Regions from separate parts of the Sus scrofa genome. Here region 2 is linked to region 1. The links are chromatin contacts, called in public HiChIP or PLAC-seq maps. All regions are on one chromosome and are shown on one strand. Each heading gives the region's core, a stretch centred on a gene start, on an enhancer-like site or on the middle of the called end of the contact. The rest is flanking DNA. Distances are from core to core; before and after follow the strand shown.

Region 1 (5,492 bases), core at 1,134-3,633:
CACTGCACCATCTCCAGGAGGGAGAGCAGGAACCCTTGGCTGCCCCCTTTTCCTTCCTGTTGGGGTGCTGCCCCTTTGACCCCCAGGACACCACCTACCCCATACAGACCCCTTCACTCTGGGGTGCTATCCCCATCCTCTGCCTCAATAGTCCCCTGAGCACTGGGGGACACCCTCGCCCCACCCTGGGGGCGTGGCACCTCCAAACTTTCAACTTCAGGGTGATTTTTTAGCAGTAACCAGAGCTGACAATCTAACTCCCCTCCACCGCCCCATTTTGGCCTCCCCTGTCCCCCTTGTTATGGGGAGGGGACCCCGGGTGAGGGGGCCCTGTTACCCCTTGATTTCTCAGGAGCGTCTGGGGGGGCTCAGCACGCACAAACCCCTTCTCCTCTTCCCACTCTCAAATTTACTTCCTCCCCACCCAGAACCCAGATGGGGTGGAGGGGCCACCGGGGCAGGGAGGGGGCGGCCAGGGGGGAATGGGGGTGGTCTCCCCTTCTTCCCATACCTGATCTGCTCTTGGCTGGTCCCAGAGCGGGGTGAGGGGGCTTATGCCCCCCCCTCCCCCAGTGTGTTGGGTGGGGCACAGTTGAGGTTAGGGTGAGGGGTTAGGGTTTGGGAGGGGGTGTCTGTAGGGGAGAACTCCCCTGGCACACACAGCCCCCCTGCCCCTGCCCCTCTCTGCTTGGTCTCTACTCCCAGGGGGAGGGGGAACTTACTCTAGGAAAAGCCATGTCTCTCTCCCCCAGGGTGGGGGAACCTGTGTTGGAGGAGGGGTGTTGGGGGCCCCCTTCCATGACTCTGTCCCCGGGGGGGAGGCAGGACTGGGCTGGGCTTCCCTCTCATCCTCCCCCCCCTCCCCAATCCCCTTCCTCCTCCCTCCCGCCAGCTCCACAATTTTTCGGTGTTTCTCTGTACATAGCTCTCTGGCGGGATAGGGGAGGTAGGGTGGATGGGGTTTGGGGGGGCTAGGTCACAGGAGGGAAGAGGCCCCTCCTTGGCATCCCCTTTTCCCCGACTGCCGCCCCCTCCCCAGCCTAGTCCCTCACCCCTTCTTGCGTTTGGTATTGAGACTCTTCCCAGACTCCACTCTTCTTTCTTTTGTATGGACAGTTCCCCTTCAGTCCCATCCCCTACACACCTACACCCAGCCGGGGCCAAATTTATACTTATATAAAAGTTGTAAATATGTGAAATTTTATCCCTGTGCCCTTTCCTCGCTTTCCCAACCTCAGATCCTACCCCTGGACTCCCCCTTCCTCTTCTCTTTGGCTGTTGTAATTATCTGGGGTTTGTACTGTACATATCCGGGGTGTGTGTGTGTGGGCTGGGGGCGACCCCTCTGTACAGAGCTTCCTGGCCCCCTGCCCCCCAGACTTTCCTCCCCACCCACACCCTAAGGGTAGGAGATATTCTTCCTACCTGTTTTATTTTGTTTTCTCGTTCTCCCTCCCCACCCCACCCTACCCCCAGACTACTCTATCCCCCACCACTGCCTCTTTTTCTCCACTCCCAGCCCCATTTCCTTTTTTTCTGGAGTGTGTGGTGAAACAAAAATCATGTTTAATAAACGGAGATTGTTCTTTTATCGCTGCGCTGACTTTCCTAGGCCGGGACCTCTAGGAGGACCAGCAGAGCGATAGGATCTGCTTTTTGAAGGGAATGTTGACAGCCTGGGAGCAACTCTATGTCCCTGCGTGGTGCCACAGGCTTCCCCTAGGATATCCCTATCCCAACCAGCGAGGAGACTTACTGTCTGAGGGAGGGGGCTTTGCACTGGCCCAGCTTACCCAGTCCATCTCCCCTCACCACTGCACCACTTAACCCGAGTAAAGAGGTCAAGGAACATAGCATTCCCTTATAAAAGATGCCAAGTATATGTTTACGCACACCTCAAAACAATCACCTAGAAAGGGAAATTTATTTAACTGCTGGTTAGAATGCTCCCGTGCGTAATGGGGAAAAGACTGTGGTTCCTTGGCGGATCTGGGTTCCAACCCCAGGCCCGCCGCTCGCGATTTCCCCCGAGGAGACTCAGGATTGGCAACACCTATCTCGCAGGTGGCCGGGGGCGAGGGTACAAGGTGATGGGGAGCATTCCCTAGCCCATACTGCGGGTGCCACTTGGTCGCGCCCTCTCAGCACCTGCCGGAGGGGGGCGCTACATCTAATTACCGGAAAGGCTCCCGGGTCGCTCACTCCGTCGGGGTGCGCCGTTCTGCGGCTGGGCCTCCAGACCTGCCGTCCGGGTGGAAGCCGCGGTCTCCCACCCTCATCGCCCTCTCCCGTACAACCAATCAGTGCGAGGCTTGTAGATCGGCGCTCCCCGATTGGCTGCAGCTCCGGCCCCGCCCTCTGCGTCGGCGTCCGGCGGGGAGGCGGCGACTTCCGGTCGGGGCGGCGAGGTGGCTGTAGAGGCGCTCGGGACGCCGCGGGGGCCGCGTGTGTAGCGGCGGGGGCGTGGCGGCGGGAACTTGGCCGGCGCTCGTGGTCTCCCCGGCGGCGACCGCCTGGGAGCCGGGCAGTCTGAGCGCACGAGTGGGAGCGAAGCGGCGGGCGGGAGCCGACCCGGCCGGCGATCCCGGCTCGTGGCCGAAGGATTCATCCCCCCCCAGGCCTTGAGGTTAAAGCCGCGGTCGGTGCTTTGGCGTGGAGACTGTTTTGGCTTCCTCTGCGGGGCAGTGCGGGGGCATTCGGGGAGACGCGGTGCCCCCAGCACGGCTCCCGCGACCCTTCTCTCCTTCCTAGCGTCCGTCCCGCGCCGGCCTGCCCCGTCGCCTGTACGCGACCCTCGGAGATCTCTTACCCACGAGGCCATGGCTGCCTCGACGCCTGTGCCTCCCGGGGCCCCCTCCCCCGCCTGCAACCCTGCCCCGCGGACGATCCAGATCGAGTTCCCCCAGCACAGCTCCTTGCTGCTGGAAGCCCTGAACCGCCACCGGCTGGAGGGGAAGTTCTGTGACGTGTCCCTCCTGGTTCAGGGCCGCGAGCTTCGGGCACACAAAGCAGTGCTGGCGGCTGCCTCTCCTTACTTCCATGACAAGCTGCTTTTGGGGGATGCGCCACGGCTCACTCTGCCCAGTGTCATTGAAGCCGATGCCTTCGAGGGGCTGCTGCAGCTCATTTATTCAGGGCGCCTCCGTCTGCCACTGGATGCCCTCCCAGCCCACCTGCTTGTGGCCAGTGGCCTCCAGATGTGGCAGGTAGTAGATCAGTGCTCAGAAATTCTTAAAGAACTGGAGAACTCAGGTGGTGGACTTTCAGCCCGGGCAGCCACCCCTTTCCACGCACTTCTTTCCACCACAGCCTCTCCAGGAGGCTGGTGCATTCGCTCTTCCTCTTTCCAGACCCCAGCGCAGGCTTCGGCTTCTACTGAGAGCCCCGTCGTAGGGGACGGCAGTGAACTGGGAGAGGTGTTGCAGATTCAAGTGGAGGAAGAGGAGGAGGAGGAAGAAGAGGAGGAAGAGGAGGGCCAGAGGTCGGCAGCATCCTCTCAGACTCCGCAGCCTCCAAGAGCATCAGGGAGCTTTCCCCGCCCTCCTGGATCCCACACGCTGCCCACATCCAGTACTCCACGCAGGCTTCCAGAGGGTGACAGCGCTCTGCTGGAGCCTCCTGCCCCTCACACTGCGCTGCCCCCCAAGATATTCTACATTAAGCAGGAACCCTTTGAGCCCAAGGAGGAGATAGTAGGAGGCGGAACGCAATCTGGAGGATCGAAGGAAGAGACCGGAGTGCTTCCTGCAGGGGACGTGGAAGGGAACGGGGAGCTGGGCTTCTTGCTGCCCTCAGGCGCAGGGTCAACATCGGGAGGAGGAGGTCCATCCTGGAAGCCGGTGGATCTTCATGGGAATGAAATCCTGTCGGGGGGTGCGGGCCCTGGGGGAGCAGGGCAGGCTGTGCATGGGCCTGTGAAGCTGGGGGGGGCACCGCCTGCAGATGGAAAGCGCTTTGGCTGTTTGTGTGGGAAGCGGTTTGCGGTGAAGCCGAAGCGTGACCGGCACATCATGCTGACCTTCAGCCTTCGGCCCTTTGGCTGTGGCGTCTGCAACAAGCGCTTCAAGCTGAAGCACCATCTGACGGAGCACATGAAGACCCACGCAGGAGCCTTGCACGCCTGTCCCCACTGCGGCCGTCGGTTCCGAGTGCATGCCTGTTTCCTTCGCCACCGAGACCTGTGCAAGGGCCAGGGCTGGGCCACTGCTCACTGGACGTACAAGTGACTGCTGAGGCTGTGTGCTGACTCCCAGGACAAGGGAGCCCCTGCTGCTGATGGAGCCCCTGCTTATCCTCACTACCCTGGCACCCCAGTCTGGGGTCTCGTTAATCATGCCCAAAGGGTAGATAATTAATGAGCCTCATGGTCTTGGGTGTGGGCGTCAACCTGGCAGATTTGGAAGTTCCAGTTCCTTCTCTCAGCCCGGGTTCTTGCTGACTATCCTACAGGAAAATGGCTTATAGCCATTCGTAAATTGATCACTTGTCCATGCTATGGTTTCATGCAGGAAATCGTATTTCAAAGTAGTTGATCTGATGAGAGAAGAGTTAGAGCAGAAAACCGTAATGGTAAATGTTTCATTCACGCTCTTTTGAGTTAAAGGAGCTGGTCTCCATCCAGAGATACATTTGATTCAGAGTCCTGGTAATTCAGAGACTAAGTGCTAAGCTCTCCTCCCTCATCATTGCGGCAATTATGTGAGTAGAGTTCTTTTGATATCCTCCTTTTGTCGTATCTTTCCATGAGCTCTTTAGATCCTCAATTGTGTTCTCACCAGTAGGAACTTTTCCAACACCTGTCTCTGTACGTTGTAGTTGAGCACTTTAACCAGTCGAGCATTCTGCGGGTCACTTAGAACAGTCTTTAGTGGAGGGCACTCCCTCTACAGTCTGTGCCTCTTCTCTGCCTTTGACCCCCCTGATCACTCAGGTGATCACGGTGACTGGAATGTGACCAGGGGACTCAGGGGGTGGCCCCTGACCATCTCAGGGGTTGCACCACTGCTCTGAACAAGTGGTCACGGTCAGAGGGACTCAGGGCTGAGATGGCGCATGCTGAAAACTAGAGAATAATTGCACAGCGGGACCATAGCCCCTCTCCTTCCGTCCCACCCACACGCGACAGCCCTTGGTGGACAGGTAGAAGGGTAGATATTGGAGTGGGGAGATTGGTGTAGGTGTCTTAATTTCTTCAAATAAACTTTGCCCTGAAATCAAAGCTGACAGTGAACTGAATTGAGTCATTTATGTGGGAGAGACAGTGAGAACAGAGCTGCAAGGACTTGGATGTATTCCTTATGCAGCTGGGTCATGTTGCCAGGGGAAGAATGGGATGGTGTCAGGCTGGTGCAGAGAACACTGTCCTGAACTTGAGTGGGCCAGATTCTCTACCCTGACCTGCCACTGAATAGCCTCTGGTAAGTTGCCTTATTTTGCAGAGTCTGAACTGTTTAATTAGTTCATTAATTGAAAAAAAAATTTTGGCGGGGTGG
Region 2 (5,492 bases), core at 1,341-3,840, 50 kb after region 1:
GAGCTATGGTGTAGGATCTGACATGGCTCAGATCTGGTGTTGCTGTGGCTATGGCATAGGCCGGCAGCTGAAGCTCAGATTGGACCCCTAGCCTGGGAACCTCCATATGCCACGAGTGCGGCCCTGAAAAAAAAAAAAATTACTCACTATCATCGGTACCAGCAGAAGGCAGGGCAGGTCAGTGGCACCAAAGACCTTTATGCACTCTGCTGTCTGGCTCTGGTTCTTTGGCCCCTGTAAACAAGGCCTCCCCTTTTTTCTCACAGCTTATGATCTCAGGTTTATAAATGGAAAATTATATTTGTGGGCAAGGAAAAGGGTCAGCATGTCAAGGAATCAAAGTACCAGGGCAGTTGTTCTGGCAAGCCCCGAGTTTCCCAGCCAGTCAGGCTAGCTGTCCTCTTTGTCCCCACCCCTTGGCCCCTTCCCACAGGCTCTAGTACTCATTTCCTTCCTCTTTTTTTTCTCCTGGGACTCGCTGAAACCTTTTCAGCTTTCTGCTTTGTTGCTGTCCACTCTCACTTTAAAAAGCTGCTCCAGAGTTCCTGTTGTGGTGCACTGGAAACTAATCCGACTAGGAACCATGAGGCGGCGGGTTCAATCTCTGGCCTCGCTCGGTGGGTTAAGGATCCGGCATTGCCATGAGCTGTGGTGTAGGCTACAGACGCAGCGTGGATCCCATGTGGCTGTGGCTGTGGTGTAGGCCAGCAGCTGTAGCTCCAATTCGACCTCTAGCCTGGGAACCTCCATATGCAGCGGATACGGCCCTGAAAAGCAAAAATAAAATAAAATAAAATAAAATAAAGAGCTGCTCAGGAGTTCCCATTTGGCACAACAGAAACGAATCCAACTAGGAACCATGAGGTTGCAGGTTTCATCCCTGGCCTTGCTCACTGGGTTAAGGATCCGGCGTTGCTGTGGCTGTGACCTAGGCGGGCAGCTGCAGCTCTGATTCAACCCCTAGCCTGGGAACCTTCATATGCTGCAGGTGTGCCCCCCCCAAATAAATCCATTGTATCTGTGATTTTCCTTTTTATTTTAAATTTTGTTTAATTTTTTTTTTTTTTTTTTTTTTTTTTTTTTTTTTTGTCTTTTTGCTATTTCTTTGGGCCGCTCCCGCGGCATATGGAGGTTCCCAGGCTAGGGGTCGAATCAGAGCTGTAGCCACTGGCCTGCGCCAGAGCCACAGCAACGCGGGATCCGAGCGGCGTCTGCAACCTACGCCACAGCTCACGGCAACACCGGATCGTTAACCCACTGAGCAAGGGCAGGGACCGAACCCGCAACCTCATGGTTCCCAGTCAGATTCGTTAACCACTGAGCCACGACGGGAACTCCAAATTTTGTTTAATTTTTTGGCTGCACACCCCGGCATGCAGAAGTTCCCCCGGCCAGGGATCTAACACAAGCAGCAGCTGTAACCAGAGCCAGAGCAGTGACAACGCCAGATCCTTAACCTGCTGAACCACCAGGGAATACCAAGGACTCCTTTTCTAACTACAAAGTATGAGGGGCTGGCAAATTCCAGCCCCCACCTTAATGTCCCCCGAAATTTAATCTAAGGAAATCATTTTGTTACAGGGTTATGGTGATAAAAGGAGCTAAAGACTCGTTTCAAATCTTTGGAGAAGCTGGCGAAATGTGCTTCCTCCGGGGTCAGAACATACTGAAGCCTGAAAGGCAGTGTGATCCCTGTGAAGGAATCTTTGTTGTGTGTCTTTTGGGATCACCTGAAAGACAGTGGGAGTGGGCAGCCACCCTAGAAACTCACCAGTCAGCCCCAGGCCTGGGACCCTGCTGACAGAACTACAGGCATGAGAAAGGCAATAATTCAGAAGGCTCAGAAACAGCCCACTTTTTTTTTTTTTTCTTTTTAGGGCGGAGCCTGCAGCATATGGAGGTTCCCAGGCTAGGGGTCGAATCAGAGCTACAGCTGCCGGCCTGCATCACAGCCACAGCAACGAAGGGTCCAAGCCATGTCTGTGACCTACACCACAGCTCATGGCAATGCCAGATGCTTAACCCACTGAGCAAGATCATAGATCAAATCTGCAAACTCATGGTTACTAGTCAGATTTTTTTCCACTGCGCCACACAACGGGAACTCCCCAGAAACATCCCCTTTTAACAGATAACGTCTACCAGTAGAAATATCTTTCCCCAGGGACCAGAAGCACTTCCAGGCTCCCTGTCAACAGAGGGGGATCAGGAACAGTATAGGTCCATTCAGCAGCCCTCTCACTAGAAGAGGACTCGCCGTACCAACAACGAACAGACACAGGCAAGTTACAAGGCTTCCAAGAGACATAAAAAATAAATAATGTAGGAAGGTCCCACGGTGGCAGTAACGAACCAGACGAGTATCCATGAGGATGTGAATTCCATCCTTGGCTTCACTTGGTGGGTTAAGGATCCAGCGTTGCTGTGAGCTGGCTCCTTAGGTCACAACTGTGGCTTGGATCTGATCACTGGCCCGGACTCTCCATATGCCACGGGGTGGCCAAAAACAAAAACGAAACTGGTAATCTAGTCCCCTGAACATGCAGAAGTTCAATTAACCAAACCAGAGGAATGAGGAAGGGGTTGTTGGAACCTCAGCTCTATAGCCGGTCTGTAAGAAGCATCTGGACTTGCAACAGGAGTTGGGGGTGGGGGGCGGTTCTTCAGTGACGGAAGTCAAGTGTCAGATCTGAGTTAACTTGTGGGACTCCCAGCTTTGCCAGGGAAGGGGAAAACAAGGTCAGTAAGAGAGGCAGCCGTGGCCCTGAGCTGGGTCTCATCCAGTGTCAGCGAGCCGGGCTAGGGGCAGCTTCCAGCTGGAGGCCCTTCCTGTCATCACCCTGCGTCCGTGTGGAGCTGGCATGAGAAAGCAGCCTTGTCAGTCAGGCAACACAGGCTGCTTGGCACCACAGTCTGGATTTGGGGTGCCAGCATGCCAGGAACCAGATGCCTCAGGCCTTGGGGATAGTACTGTGCCCCCAACTAGCCTGGAAGGGGGGCACAGAATAGCCCCCATTCCAGCAAGAAGCTGAACTTGGGTGTGGCTCCTGGCACTGAAAGAAGGGAGGAGGCCACTCCTAGCCAGCCCATTGTCCAGGCCAGTCAAGGTCATGTGAAGACAGTCTGGTCTGTTACACTATACATGACAGCCAGGGAGGGGGGACCACCCCACCTCCTTACCAGGAGAGCGTTTGGCTTTTAGCCTGCACTCAGCCCTTCTCACACACAGCCTGGTAGCAGTGTCACTCAGGAAATCTTTTTCAGGAGCTGTAGGGACCCCCCCGCCCCCATCCCACCCAACACAGGGCCTCCTGTGCACCATCCACACTCCAGAGGTGCTGGTCATGCCAGAGTCACCCTGCTGCAGGCCTCCTGAGAATTAAGCCAAATGTTCTCACTCCTGAGGAAACCTAACCATCTTTTGCTCTTAGTGGGGTCAGAGGTCCAGTCAGAAAGAGGTCAGGTCAAAATGAGAAGGCTGGTGAGCCCAGCTTCCATGCAGCCGATCATCACAAAATTCTGTGCCGTGAACTCTGCCCAGCAGGTTCCCTGCCTGATATGCTGAAGCAGAAAACTTTGAAGAATCGTGTTCTTAGCCAGGGCTGGGAAAACTTGAGCCACTGGGCACCAGCAATGATGCCAAGATTGCAAAGGAAGAGATAAGTGGAGCTGAGAGGTGCTTTCATTTCCTTGTGGTTCCACTTAAATGTTATTACCCCCCCCCACACACACACACAGGCACACTCTCACCCTCACAGGCAGCCTGGCCCTCCTGCATCCACGGCCAGATCCCACACCCCAGGGGCACGGAGATCCTGTTTTGTCTCTTCAGCTCTTGACTTTTCTCAGAAAAGTCCAGTTTGTGTCCATGTTATTCCATCGCTTGATCTTGGTCTGGAGAGTCTGCCCGTCTTTTGAATCATCCATACAATTTGCCAGCGATCTCCTTCCAGTAGGCCAGACCACTGCTCTTTGTTCCTATTACCTGCTGGGCCAAATCCCTCCTCTTCTCTTCTATATCCCAGCAGTCTGGTGTTCTGATGTTCACTTTTTTTTTTTTTTTTTTTTTTTGCCTTTTTCTTGAGCCGCTCCCGTGGCATATAGGAGGTTCCCAGGCTAGGGATTCTAATTGGAGCTGTAGCTGCCGGCCTATACCAGAGCCGCAGCAACGCGGGATCCACAGCTCATGGCAACGCCGGATCCTTAACCCACTGAGCAAGGCCAGGGACCGAACCCGCAACCTCATGGTTCCTAGTCAAATTCGTTAACCACTGCGCCACGACGGGAACTCCTGCTGTTTACCTTTTTTTTTTTTTTTTTTAACAGCTGCACCTGCGGGCATTTGGAAGTTTCTGGGCTAGGATAGAATCAGAGCTGCAGCTAAGACCTCTGCCACAGCCACAGAAACCCCAGATCCGAGCCACATCTGTGACCTACACTGCTGCTGGAGGCAACACTGGATCCTTAAACACTAAGAAAGGTCAGGGATCCAAAGGACAGTATATCAGGTTCTTAACCCTGAGCCACAGTGGGAACTCCTGGTGTTCATCTTTGTGTATGTGTGTGTGTGTGTGTGTGTTTACATTTTTAACATGTTCAGCAATTGATGACAATGTCCCATAAACTGGGTTTTGCTGACCTTCTGGTCTTTGACATTTAGATACCTCCAGCAATCTTTGATAACTCCATTTTCTGTCTCTCTCTCTCACACACTCACACACCTGTTCTGCTTGGATTGAACTAAATCAGATTTTACAACTGTCTTTGATCTGGGCATGTACATCTGTGATGTGTACAACTGCAGCAGAATATTGTGGTTTTATTTATTTTAATTAACTAATGAATTAATTTTCATTTATTTTAATGCTTTTCAGATGGTTAGGTCATAAAAACTTTTTCAAACAACGTAATGAGTAGTTTGGGCAAAGGGAGGATTTTCTCATTTGGATGGACACCCAGTGACCTAAAGCACATTTTCTTCAGAGGTGTTCAAATAGCAGACACATCAAGGTGACCTGCAGGGCAGGGGCGGGGAGGCGCTGGGCAGGTGTCTACACTGACCCTGAAAAGGCTGAGCTAGGACCCCGAACATGCCCCTCCCGTGGCTACTGACCCAGGAATCTAGCTAGACCCCTTCCGAGGAGACGAAGCTACAATTTCAGAAGAACCACGCATTTGGGGATGAATTGGATTGAACTTCCTCGGTGCCCGCAGAACCCGTTGCTCCCTGTCCCCTCACAGCCCCTGCCTCATTCTGTCCCTTCTAATATCACAGGCCTCACAACTCCGGAATTAGATTTCTGTTCTGGAAACTTCCTCCCGGCAGAAGGAAGGGTGGAGTGGAAGGAGCCGGCCTAGACACAGGCCCAAACCTTTTGGGGCTCCCTACGCCCTTCAGGATAGCCTTCCAACGCCCTTCCTACAAGGCAGAGGCCACAGGTCCAGCCACTCCCCAACCGCCCCTTTCCAGGCCCCGCCGGGAGGGAGTGGAG

Evidence for each region. HiChIP or PLAC-seq counts read pairs in DNA pulled down with a chosen protein or histone mark.
Region 2: a contact with region 1 is called in an H3K27ac HiChIP or PLAC-seq map of alveolar macrophages. The contact joins the enhancer-like site here to the promoter of ZBTB9 in region 1. A contact is called at or near these places in 1 of 5 promoter capture datasets (liver), 21 of 47 Hi-C or Micro-C datasets (alveolar macrophages, blood, brain and 11 more) and 2 of 2 datasets of contacts at active chromatin or transcription factors (alveolar macrophages and skeletal muscle).

What each region holds. Positions count from the first base shown.
Region 1 is chr7:29,752,346-29,757,837 of Sscrofa11.1, forward strand. ZBTB9 (zinc finger and BTB domain-containing protein 9) reads left to right here and starts at 2,384. Exons shown (of 1, transcript XM_003128343.4): 1 at 2,384-5,223. The coding sequence starts at 2,820. The coding sequence ends at 4,226. SYNGAP1 (ras/Rap GTPase-activating protein SynGAP) reads left to right here. Exons shown (of 21, transcript XM_003128342.5): 21 at 1-6.
Region 2 is chr7:29,802,206-29,807,697 of Sscrofa11.1, forward strand. No RefSeq gene overlaps it. Among named protein-coding and RNA genes, the nearest start is that of BAK1, 10 kb to the right of the region's middle. Within about 2 kb of position 2,591, at least 11 of the 83 cell types and tissues checked have an H3K27ac peak or open chromatin away from gene starts, as enhancers often do. A contact at or near this core is called in alveolar macrophages, mesenteric adipose tissue and retroperitoneal adipose tissue, where this site is marked.